2 separate regions of the Neogale vison genome follow, and region 1 is linked to region 2. Evidence: chromatin contacts called from public Hi-C data. All regions are on one chromosome and are shown on one strand. Each heading gives the region's core, a stretch centred on a gene start, on an enhancer-like site or on the middle of the called end of the contact. The rest is flanking DNA. Distances are from core to core; before and after follow the strand shown.

The links. A called contact is a pair of places that touch in the nucleus more often than the background predicts.
Region 1: a Hi-C map of fibroblasts shows a contact between it and region 2, with 9 times the contacts expected there. The contact joins two enhancer-like sites. A contact is called at or near these places in 2 of 3 Hi-C or Micro-C datasets (fibroblasts and muscle).

The regions. Positions count from the first base shown.
Region 1 is chr8:108,009,436-108,015,583 of ASM_NN_V1, forward strand. All of the region lies in intron 1 of LOC122915097 (a long non-coding RNA gene), which reads left to right. Among named protein-coding and RNA genes, the nearest start is that of BCL2L11, 310 kb to the right of the region's middle. Within about 2 kb of position 1,661, the one cell type or tissue checked has open chromatin away from gene starts, as enhancers often do. A contact at or near this core is called in fibroblasts, where this site is marked.
Region 2 is chr8:107,771,528-107,777,657 of ASM_NN_V1, forward strand. It overlaps LOC122915464 (speedy protein E4-like), which reads right to left. Exons shown (of 7, transcript XM_044262235.1): 3 at 619-976. Among named protein-coding and RNA genes, the nearest start is that of ANAPC1, 120 kb to the left of the region's middle. Within about 2 kb of position 4,069, the one cell type or tissue checked has open chromatin away from gene starts, as enhancers often do. A contact at or near this core is called in fibroblasts, where this site is marked.

The DNA of each region.
Region 1 (6,148 bases), core at 411-2,910, 240 kb after region 2:
CAGAAGGACTTAGCAATGCTGATGAAATGTTTCGTCTATTCTTATGCTCAAGGAATCAGTCCTCCCTTAGCAGAGAGTATCACCCACAGGTTCATCTATGTTTGCTGATCAAGAATGCCACAGGGATGTTCTTTTCAGTAGGAGCCCCCTTTCCCAGAATTGACCATGAAGAGGGTTGACTCAGGCCCCTTAGCAAAACAAAACAACCCGGGATTTCTTTGTCTTCCGTGTTCCAGGCGTATCCAGTGAGTTCTCAATGATTACAACCAGCAAGCAGATGGTGGCTGCTGTGCTATTGGTAGACTTCACTGTTTAACATGATTATTTACTCGAGTTCTAGTCCCTCGCTGCACTTTTCAGAAAGACACTTGTTCTGCAAGAGCCCTCACAGTCTGTTTCTGATTAGTTAAACTGGTCTTGATCAGTGCTAAGTTCACATTTCAGCCTTGATTTATGCCTTCCCTATCTGCAGATACGTTCCCTTGTTACCCTGTACAGTAGAGGCCTCCTCTCACTTATGCCTTCTCATTTTCATGTGAACAAGGTCATTGGTATCAGGAATACCTAACAAGGCCCCGCATGCTCACGTCACAAGAGAACAAGACGTGGACAGCAAATAATCATAAAATTCTTGATTGCTGGGGCATAGAAAAAAAATCAGAGGCAATTCCCTGAGTTGATAGTCCCAATTTTTTTAATGTCCTTCTTGAGTAGAGAAAACAGGATATTGAAACTATTCAAAGTAAATGAGACTCTGTGGATTTTAGGACAAGAGATGTAAAAAAAAAGTTCCATGGAAGTGGGCCTAGGACTTTGATGAACACCTACCCACAAAGATAAACTATGCCTTTCAGGCTGTTTTTAAGAAAAAGTGTGACCATCAAGGTCAGAGTATGGTCATTCATCCTCTATTCCTTCGATCTCTTTGGCCCTGAGCCTTGTGCAGACGTGGGCGGGAAAGAGTCCTGAAGAACAAACAGCATGGTGGCCAGATTAAGGAAGAAGGGGAAGATTCGCAGAAGTTGCTGATGATTAATAATGATCTCATGTCTTAGCTGGAACGATGTTTGCTAGGGCCTGGTCTTACAAGGAGAAATACAGGTGTCTCAGCTCTGAGCCTGCAAAGCTCGGGGGACACCCTGCCATCTGATCCCAGCCCCTCATCTTTCTCTAATACCTCAAGATTTGCCACAAAGTTTCTAAGAGACATTTGTGTCTTTACTGCATTCATGGGTATATCTAGCAAAAGTGCAAAGTCTTACTGATAAAGTGTGGACTTTTCTAGTAGAAACGAAAGAGATGTATCTTACAGATGTACAGAAAACAAGCTCACTTAAAAAAATTTTTAATGATGTATAATTTTTATAAGATCATGAATTACATTTATTTCATCTTAACCTCTGTCCTCAGAGGCATTTGAAGACCTGGAGTGGGTTCAGTCAAACACACACACACACACACACACACATACACACACAAGCACAAAAAACCCAAATGAAACAGCTTTTGAAAAGGTGTTTTGTGTGTGTATTGTAAGATTTTATAGTGAACGCTTTTGTTTTCTTTTCCCCCATTTATGCAGACTTCTGTTCTGCTCTTAGATAAAATACTAATAAACAGGAAGTTGAAAAAAAATGTGGTGCAATTGTTCTGAATGTTGTTTTCCTTGCGAGGCTTTATGGGCCACGCCACCCGGTCCTATTCAAAGCAGTCCCTGTAGGTGGTGGTGTTAATAAAGAAATGGAGCAGGCGAGTCGCCCCAAGCCAGCTCTGCCGCTGAAAGCCTCCCACGGAGGCCTCAGTCTTCAGGACTGCTGGGGCGGCTCAGACATTCCAGCAGTTTCCCCTTTATTTGTCCTGAACCAAGTTGCAGAATTTTAAGGAGGTGAAAGGCCATTCCTATGGAAAATATGTTTGTCTTCTTTTCCTCCTCAACCTGAGTTCATGAGAAGATTTTATTTCCTCTGAATGTTTAGCGTGTGTCTGTGTGTCTGTGTGTGTGTCTATAAAAGCCAGCAATACTGCAATAGCAATGCGCAACCTTTGTTTATCTTTAGGACACTTAATGAGCTACAACCCTGGTCTGTTGCCATTTGAACAAGTTGGTAAGAAAACCCAAATCTTGTCTCCCCCACCTTTTTTTTTTTCCCCCAAAAGAATGACTTTAATAATCATAGCAACAGTTAGTCAGTGCCACGAGCTATGACAGAATTATGGGCAAGAATAGATACCCCTAAGAGGTAACCCTCACCACCCCAGGCCCTCTGCTCACAGCAAGTCCCAGGCTGGGTGACCTGGGGTTTAGAAGAACCGGCCTCTGGGGTGACTGGAGCCAGACTGGGGAAGCCCAGGGATGTGCTCATTCTTGGGAAGTGGTTGTCACTCAGGGTACAATGCTGCCTTGGCTCTTCTGACTCCGTGCTTGTGGGATTTTATGCACCACTCACCCCCTCCCACCGCCCCCCCGGGCTCCCCACCTCTGTGTGAAGGCTTGCAGACTTTGGCCACACTCTGGTCTTTGCCTTTTGCCCCTCACCACGATGCCATGTCCCGGTTTCCCATAGCTACAGAAGCCAGGCAGGAAACAGGGGTGCAGAGTTGCAGGAAGGGAGCGCTGGGGAAATAAGAATTTGAGGGAGGGAGCAGGGACCCTGACAGAGAGATGGAGACAAAGAGAGCTGGCCCTCTCCAGAAGCCCCCAGAACTCCTCTTCCACCACTGGGTGGCTGTTTTAATTTATCCCCACCGGGCCTCATCTAAACTCCCCCTCCTGCTCCAGTCAAGCCTGTGCAACCCCAGACAGTTGCCTGTCCTGGGCCTGCCCTGCTGTCATTTTGTTTTTGTGTTTATTACTAAGTGAGACCAGTGTTAAACACTAGAAGAAAAAGGTAGCGATCCAGACCCAGGTGCAGGAGGCTGGGCGGGAGCGGGAGGGAGAAAGTCTGTGGCCAAGTATAAGGACCTGCCTCCAGGGATCCCACGGGTCTGAGCTCTGAGGCCATTTTAAGAAACTGTTGTTAATGTCAGAAATGAGGAGGGACGAAATAACTGTCCCGTCTTTTCCTCTGCACCTGGAGAAAAGCAAACCCCTCGGGCATACTAGGATTTCACCAATCAGACATCCCACAAGCTCCTGCCTTGAGTTTAGCCCTCTTTGGGGAAGCAGTAGGATCTGTGTGAGTGTGTGAACAGTCCGCACAGTTCTGGGGAAAGGGTCCAGAGGGGAAGAGGCTTCCACACTGAGTTTTGTGTTTACAGGACCTTTTATAGCACAGCCGTAAAGAAGCCTGATTTTTACAGGATTAAGCATGCTTCCTCTAGGAGTAAGGCATCCATTGTTCCCGGAGACAGTGAGCAGGGTTTTTTTCATTCGCACGTTGCATGTTCCAGAACTGGGGAGGAAGATATTCAGTACTCTCATTACTATTTTTGATATTTTATTTTCTGTTCAGAGTCAAGAGTTGTAGCCACCAAAGTCAGCCCCTGTCAGTAAATAAAAGGTTCCAGCAAAGAAGCATCTAAATCTTTCTGAGACGAGACCCCTGCCATGTCTGTGAACAGGAGATATTTGGGCTTGGATTTCATGAATTATTAAGTCTTTTCTTAGATGACTGCGCTCTGTGGTTAGAGAGCAGATAAGTTATTTTTCTCTTTAATGCCGAGCGTTTTCACTGATTTCAGTCTTACTCATTAGAAAATAATCTGCTCACCCACAGATGCCAGGGGTTCCAGAACACAACCACTCTACCTTCTCCTGTAGACATTTTAGACCTCCCCCCCTCCAACTGTGGCTTTCACAGTCAAATGTGAGTTGTCTTATAGTCATTGGTAAGCAGTGTTTTCGGAGCATGTTCATCCCCACTCAGGCTGTGTGTGAGATAAAACATCCACCCAGAGTCCCTGGGAGGGACACACACCCTTGGATTCAGGCATCGGGACACGAAAGTTTGGACATGATTATTAAAAAAAAAAAAAAAAGGCAACGTAAGGAAACAAATTCTCTGTGGCCCTATTGTGAATTTGTAGGGATTTCCACGACAAAGGCTATTTTAGTCATTTAAAAACATCTGTGCGCTGAGCCTAATCAGCACATTTTTATGTCTGACATTTTTATATTTGGGGAGGGATTGGAAATGAATTTGATCTGTTTCAGTTTGGAATTTCCCCAAAGGTCATTTTACCAGCTTCAGAGCTATGTCGATAATGCTTTCATTTTACACGTAGTTATTTTTCTCTCTGTTCAGGGATCACTCCTTGCCTGGTGTGTGGTCTAGCGATCTGGTGATTTCAAAACCTTACGGTGCCTCGGACTTGGACTTAGAGCCTGGACCAGGTCCGGCCATGTTGCTTGCTTGGGCCATCAGGTGGCCTGCTGGAGTCACAGACAGACAGGGCCAGGACAGGGGCCAGACCGTGGAGGACCCAGTGGTACCATTTCAGAGCTTTTGTTTTTTGTTGTTGGTTTAGCATATCCATTTTCTCCTGTAAATATCTATAAATACATACCCTCTCCAACCTGTCCCCCAGAGAATTAACAGAGCCTACAATTAACCATGCCTCATGGAGATTTTGCTTTTCTGGAAGATTTTTCCCTTTTTTCTAGGAAGCTTGTTAATAAATCTTTGTGGTTATTGCAACATTTTAGATATCTCACACACACACACGCACGTAAATGATGACACACACACAAACTACATGAGGCCTTTTAAAAGAGAGAAATGGTATGAGTTGGTGAATCGCAATTTCTTTTCAATATGGAAAAAGGCACTGGGTAATCACCCCAGCAGGAGAAGCTTCAGAAGTTAAAATAAGTTGACACCTATCCAATTCCAAATTAAAATGCAACATTTGGCTTTCATTTTTCTTCTCTGTCAAGCCTTCATAGTTTTTGCTACACCAGGCCTTTTCAGATCTAAGGTAGATATGATTTGGAATTATGTTTCAATTTAGAACTGTCATATGGGTACTCACATGTTTTGCCATTGTTGTGGTATAGTAAACAATGCTCTTTAATCAATAATTTACATTCTGGGTCAGTGACTTTTATCTCCATCTTCACCTGTATTTCATAACATTAATATTTCATTGTCTACCTATTAAATTAATGTTTTATAGAAGCTTACCTAGGAGATTCATGCTTCATATTTGCTTGCCTGGACGATTAAGTTTTCTTTGATGCTGCAGCTCATCTTGTAGCAGACAAGTCAAGAGAATTAGCAAGATACATGTCATTCCTTATTGTACAAAGCAAATGACACATGCTACCTTTATTAACAGCTTTGGGTATGAAAGATGAAATTTTAAAAATAAAATTTGCCTTTTCTATCCACAAGAAAAACTTCTTTTTCTCTCCTCCCTCTCCTTTCTGTTGGTTCTTTAAAAATTTCTAAATATTAAATTTTTTTCCCTCTAAACATTAAATAATCAACCCCAGCCGTCCCGTCTTTGGGGGAATTACTCATGATATTTTCTGCTTTACGGTCAGGTCACCGGGGGCTAATGTCGGGATCAGCGATGAGCTTCCTGTTGTTTCGCAAAACTTTCCTCAGTGGTGAGAGAGTTTGTGTACAAGAGGGCTCACCGTGGGGAAGAGATAGCAGCCTGGTTTATTTGACTTCTGAAATGACTTTTAAAATATCAGTTTTAAGTGTGTCTTTTACCAAACTGAAACAGTGTGTCCCCAGTGTTTCTCATTGGATGCTCTCCCTGCAGGGATGCTTTCTACACAACTGGATGTTTGGACTCAACTCCCACTTTGCAAGTGCGGGGAAAGACTTGCTCCTGCCAACAGCTGTAGGGAGGGCCACTCTGTCGTAGTGTAATTTACATGTGGTGGGAGAGAAAAGAGACCCTGGAGAAAAGACTCTCCAGCCCTACTCAGTCCCGATGATGCTGAAGCTGTTTGCGGATATAAAAAGTATTGTTATGATTCCACTTAGAGGAGATACCTAGAGTTGTGCAACTCAGAACAGACTTGAGGTTAGCAGTGGCTCGGGGTGGAGGCATGGGGGTTCGTGTTGAAGAGGTGTGGAGTTTCTGTTTGGGAAGAGGAAAAAGTTCTCGAGATCGAGAGTGGTCCTAGTTGCAAAACCCTGTGAATGGGCTCCACGCCACTGAATTGTATGCTTGAAAATGGTTAAAATGATAA
Region 2 (6,130 bases), core at 2,819-5,318:
TGGCTAACAAATGCTGCATTGGACGATATGATCACAGTGTCCCCAGAGCTATCACCCTTAATCCTGCCTCTGCTCCTGATGGCACCTTCTCAGACACACGTCCCCTGAGGACCCCATTTCACAGAGCTCCCCTCTCCTTGCTCACACTCCGTCTCCAGGCATCGTTGCCTTTGGAAAAAAATATTACTTCCCTGCATTTGTTACTGACTGAAAGCAACTTATTTCTGTAGAGCTTTGTTTATGGCTCCTCCCACCTTGAACGTAAAGGCAGCGAGATCTAAGCTGTGTTTTCATCGCTGATCTCCAAAATCTTAATTGGAGGGAATCCGTGAATGTATCTCAGTGGGCAGAGGTCGCAGCCCTTGGTTTGTTCTGAGATGTCTTGACCATTGAGCACTCTCCTCTGTAGCCTCCCCCACTCCCGCTAAGAACTTGTCCCAGAGAGGAGAAACCTGTCGGCCTCTCCAGCAGAATCAAGGTCCCTCTGTGTCGGGTACCACCAAGACCCCTGACAGCTCAGAGCCCAAGGCGGGGAGATTTGAGCATGATCCCAGAGCCACTGCCTCCAATGTGACTCTCCGCAGGGCCCTGACCGCTCCGTCCGCTCAGAGCACACACCCAGAAGTCGGTAGAATGCTTCTTGGTCTTCAGGACGGTAACTGGGTCTTCTCCTCTTGTTCATCCTGAGTTTCATTCCCTCAACATGATTGACCGTCCAGATGTTCCTCTCCTGGCCCCTCTTCTTCCAGGACCTCAGCTCAGAGACAGCTTCCAAGGTGGCGGAGTTGGAGGCCGGGACGCTGCTGTCTTGGGCCGCTGCAGAAACAGAAGATTCTGAGTGAGCGTGGATGTGACCCACCTGGGAACTGGAGTCCTTGTCTTGCCGCTCACTCTGATCACTGGACCTGGACTCAGCCTTGTGAAGATAAGATGGTAAGTGGTCACTCAGCAGCAGGTGACGCTTCGTACAGGGACGCTGAGGCACACCGGGAGACACATACCTGCTGTGACATCCATCGATTTCCTCCTCTTCCGGCCTCTCATTCTCCTGGCTCTCCGCTCAGGGACAGCCTCTGAAGAGGCAGAACTGGAGGCCAGAGGGCTCCTGTTCCGTGGAGCTGCAGGGAGATAGGAAGGACCCTGTGTCAACATGGCAGGAAGACCCACCTGGGAATGCTAGGCTCTTCCTTTCCCGCTGCCCTTGAGAATTTTGCGTATGACATCTGGAGGGATAAGAGAGTGACCATCACCCCTTTGTGCCGTCTATAGATGAGCGTAGGGATTGAGTTGTCATTTCCCTTTCTTTGCCAGGAGAAGCTGCTCTCCTGTGCCTCTTTCCATGGATTGTTCTGCCTGGAGGATACCTCTACAGAGAGAGATGTAAAATTCTCTCGTCATGATGTCTTTAATCACCACAAATGTGCACAGGCTAGTGACATCCCTGCCTCACCATGAAAGCCCTTTCCCCTGCCCATGCAGACCCAAACACATGAGAGCAGAGAGGAGGAATGGGAAGTACTATTGGAGCCATGGTGTTCTGGCAACCTCAATCATTCAGACTGGACAGAAGTCAGACGACTGTACACACCTGCTTTGCCGTCCATGCATACCCTTTTCTTCTGACTCTGCTTTGCTGGGTCCTGTTGGCTCAGAGCAGTCTCTGAGGCAGCTCATGTGGAGCCCAGAGGGATCCTGTCTTCTCTGCATATGGAAAAAAACAGAGGGCACTCAACCTGATTCTGACCGGGCCATTTCTATTTGCTTAACCTGCTCCTGGTGAAACCTAATAATAATTAAAATGGCAATAATAAGGGCGCCTGTACGGCTCAGTGGGTTAAGCTTCTGCCTTCGGCTCAGGTCATGATCCCAGGGTCCTGGGATCTAGCCCCGCAATTGGGCTCTCTGCTCAGCAGGGAGTCTGTTTCCCTTTCTCTCTCTCTGCCTGCCTCTCTGCCTACTTGTGATCACTCTCTCTGTGTGTTTAAAAAAAAAATGGCAATACAACAAAATAAAATAGCTAACAGTTATTGGTTGCTTATTGAACTTCCAATATTGGTCAATGCATAAATAATGACCTCATTCAATCCTTATAATAATGATCTGTGATGTAAGGTGTATGACTTACATGATTTAAGTCATGTAAGTCTCCATGAGGAAATGGAGACTTGAGTAAGATTTGTTCCTTGACTGAGGTTTGAGCACTTTGGACTTGGGATTAGGACTCGTGTCTGACCAGTGCTCAACGGAGGAATGGCCAGGGGCAGCGAGAGTTGAGCCTCAGTCACCCTTCTAGGAAGGCCGAGCTGGGTGGCCTTACATACTCAGTCTAGTACAGGAACGAGTGACACTCACCCAGAGCAGACCTCCTGGCTCTCTCAGGATCTAGGCCCCTTACCCTCACCCGGAGCACAGCCTCAGAACAGTGTGAGAAGAACACTTACTGTAGCCAGGTTTTTGGAACCAAATGGCTCCCCAGATTCCAGAGCCCTTGACAAGAGTCAGTGATGACATCACATCATTCCACCACGAACTGCTTTTTTTCTATAAAAGGAGGTCAAGAAATAGAAGATGCGCCTCAAAGGCAGGCGATTAGTGCCCCAGCCTGAGTACTGGGCTCACCTCCTTTTATCCCAACGTTGTCTCCACTTTGAAACTCATCCTGTGTATAACCAAGTCAATTAATGATTCCAGATGAAAGCAATGCACCCACATATCCAAAACACAAACTTAAAAGTTGACAAATTGCTCCTCCATAATAAAAGCAACTCAGGTAGTTTATTTTTGCTATCATCTTATTTCTGTTTAGCTATGATCACAGTAAGATTAAAATTTTTTAACTTTTATATTTTGAGATAATTGTAGATTTATATGCACTTGTAAGAACTCTTTACCTAAATGTTAGATGTGGCTCTAAACAGGACACTGCTAATTTTTTTTTTTTAAATGAACACATTGGGGCACACACTTTCATGAATGTCATCTTGTTTGAAGTGGTCACTCTTGGAGATTTTACATACGGATGGTGTTCCTATTATCACTCCAAATTCTTTGTGAAGGGCCTTCTGAACATGAATATCCTCAGTGGCGGCATGTTTCCATTATTTAAAATTAGTTTTTTGGCATCAATAATGTCCTTACCCTAAGGCAGGTGATGAAGTCATTTCCACCAGCTGCTCTGCTGGGCCCCAGAAGGTAGTCAATTCATATTTGTTTAAATGAACCAAGAAACCAGGGAGGGGGTGGAAAGCTGGGGATGCTCATTTGCTTGGGGAACGTTTAAATAGGATCTTCCAAACTGTTAAGACAACACTTGGATATCTTTACGTTGGTGTGTTTGCCTTGGAAAACAGATCAAAAAGGAGCTATTATGTTATAGTTCCACATCGCAGCAGGTACCCTGACCTTTCCCTCTGCATGTTTGAAAAATATTGAACCCAGTGATTGAACCTCTTGGTTTTCTCATCTCTAAAATAAGAATAAGAGAACACACCTCATCAACTGTTCAAGGGTCAAAGGACCAAAACCTATTTGTCAAATGTTATCTGGCAAATGCTATAGTTGTAAGCCATAGGGAAGTGTCTGTCCCTCATCTTTAAGTCTGAACACATGTGTAGAATAATTCTGTGATGTAAGGTCCCCTGGTCCTGAAGTGCCCTCTCGTGGGAGCAAGAGACTCAGCGGTTGCCTTAGATAATAGCTCGGGTGACCAGAGCCCTTTGTTAGGAAGCACAGGTCTGGAGCTGGGTTCCAGGGTAGGACAGTTGATTGGTGGCATTTCCTAGTCCCTCCCCCCCCCACTCCCCGGCCCCGCAGGGTGGGTGGGGCAGTGCTTTTGATAAGTTCATTGGTAGGTGGCAAAGCCCAGTCCACCCCTTTGGCTTTTTACTATGTGATGCCCACAGTGGACAGTAGGTGGCGCAAGTCCCACACCACTGCCTCTACCGCTGGCTGCTCCTTCTCAGAAGGGAAAGGTCTATTTCTAATCCAGCCTGGGCTTTATGGCAATGCTTAATCACATGGAAAGGAACATGCAATAACTACTGGTATTTCTGTAAACACACATGCTAAGTGCAGCTGCCAGTTGGGGATGAGGACAGAAGGAACACTCAGGGAGAGGTCTCCTGAGGACAGTCTATAAAAGGAAAACCCTGCGGCTTTTTAATTCAAGAGCCTCCCAGTTAACCTTTCTGACTCATAGGAAGAAACATTTAGAACCCGGAAGGACAATGATAACACATTTTGTGGATTGTAACCTGGTCCTCTGTCCACGCTGCCCCCTCCCCATTTCCCCAAATGGCCAGTTTCAGAAGGAAAGACCCGTTCCCGGGCCCAGGGCGGGCATGCCCACCTCCCAGCCCCTGGCAAGGCCTGGCTGAGGGGCAGGGCCAGCGCCTCCTGAACTGACCGTGACTTATTTCTCTCTCCTTTGGTCCTGGCAAATTGCCTGTGTCTTGCGTTCCTTCTTTCTCTGTCTTTTCCTCCTTTCTCATCCTACCATTAATAAAACCGGCGTTGGATCGCGAAGCTGAAGGAGGAGACACGTCACAACAAAACAAAGAGTGAAATCTGGTCAGGAGCAATAAGGACCGGGGTCTCTTAATTTTAATGTGCGGACACTTAAAGCACTGTCATACGGTACACATAACATAAAATTAGCCATCCTAGCCATTTTTACATATACTTAACACATTCGTGTGGTGCTACCGTCACCCCCATGTACCTCCTAAGTTCTCCTGTTGTAAAACTGAAACGCTGTCCCCGTGAAAACACCAACTCCCCATTGTCCCCTCCCCATGACCCCTGGCCACCGCCATTGGACTTTCTCTGTCTATGAGTGTGACTACTCTCTAAGCGCCCCATCTAAGTAGAGTTGTACATCCTGGTAGTTTTGCGACGGGCTTATTTCACTGAGCAGAATGTTCTCAAGGTTCATCCGTGGAGCACGCACCAGACTTTCCTTCCCTTTTAAGGGCAAATGCTATTCCCTGACGTGTGCACACCAGATTTTCCTTATCATCCATCCATCCATCGACGCTGGGATTGCCTGTGTGTTTCAGTTATCACAAATATGTGGCTGTTAATGTGGGCGTACAAAGATCACTTTGAGATGAGCTTTCTGTTCTTTTGCGTAGGTACCCAGAAGCAGAATGGCCAGATCGCGTGGTAATTCGATTTGCTAGTGTCTGAAGAGCTGCTCGATTGCTTTCCATGGAAGCTTTTACGTCTCATCCACAGGCCTCACGGGTCCTAATTTCTCCACATCCTTGTCAGCACTTGTTTCTGTTTTGTTTTGTTTTTGGATAGTAGCCATCCTAATGGATATGAGATGCTGTGTGGACTCTGAATTTGTTTTCTCTAGGGCTTTCTCTGGAGTGGACTGGGTCACCTGATATCGTCTTATGACAGTGGTCTTATGATAAAGAAGATGTCTTCCCGCCCCCACCCTTTCCTCAGAACCTCTGCCCCCAGAGCCCTCCAAGTGTGGGTACATCTAGGGCTGGCCCCTCTACCAGGGGATCCCCTTGAGAGCAGCTTCATTTGGACCAGTCTTGGGTCACCAGTGTTTCCTGAGGTGTTACCGGGTCACAGCTTGAGCTCCTCTGAGGACGGGAGCAAGGCAGGCTGATTGGCTAACTGCACTGTGGTGCCCTCCCGCTCCACAGGGGGAAGGTCCCAGGGATCTCTCCCTCAGAAGGCTCTCACTGGAAGGAGTCGAAGGAGCCTGGGAAGCTTGAAGTCCTCAGCCTGCCTTTGAAATATCTCACAGCATCTCCAGGGACATGGCGTGGGCACATTTACCCGAAGAGTGACAGGAGTCACCGGGAGTGTCTGCCCACCCAGCCTTCCGTCGCCCCAAACGTTCTCTTGGGGCCAACTGCTATATACCGCTGTGGGACAGCCTCCTAATTACAGATGCGTTTCATTAAAAAACTTCCCAGAAACAAAGTGAAACTTTCTCGCGCATCTTGTGAGAGATAGGTTTCGCGGCAGATAGCAGTCAGTAAAGGGCCATCTGCCCCCGCAGAGCGGAGACTCGGGAGGAGGCCCAGCCGTGACTCAGGGTGAGTGACCAAGTGCTGGGGTCTCTGGGGGTGCGGGTGCCATGGCCTCAGGTAGGCTTGTGCCTGAG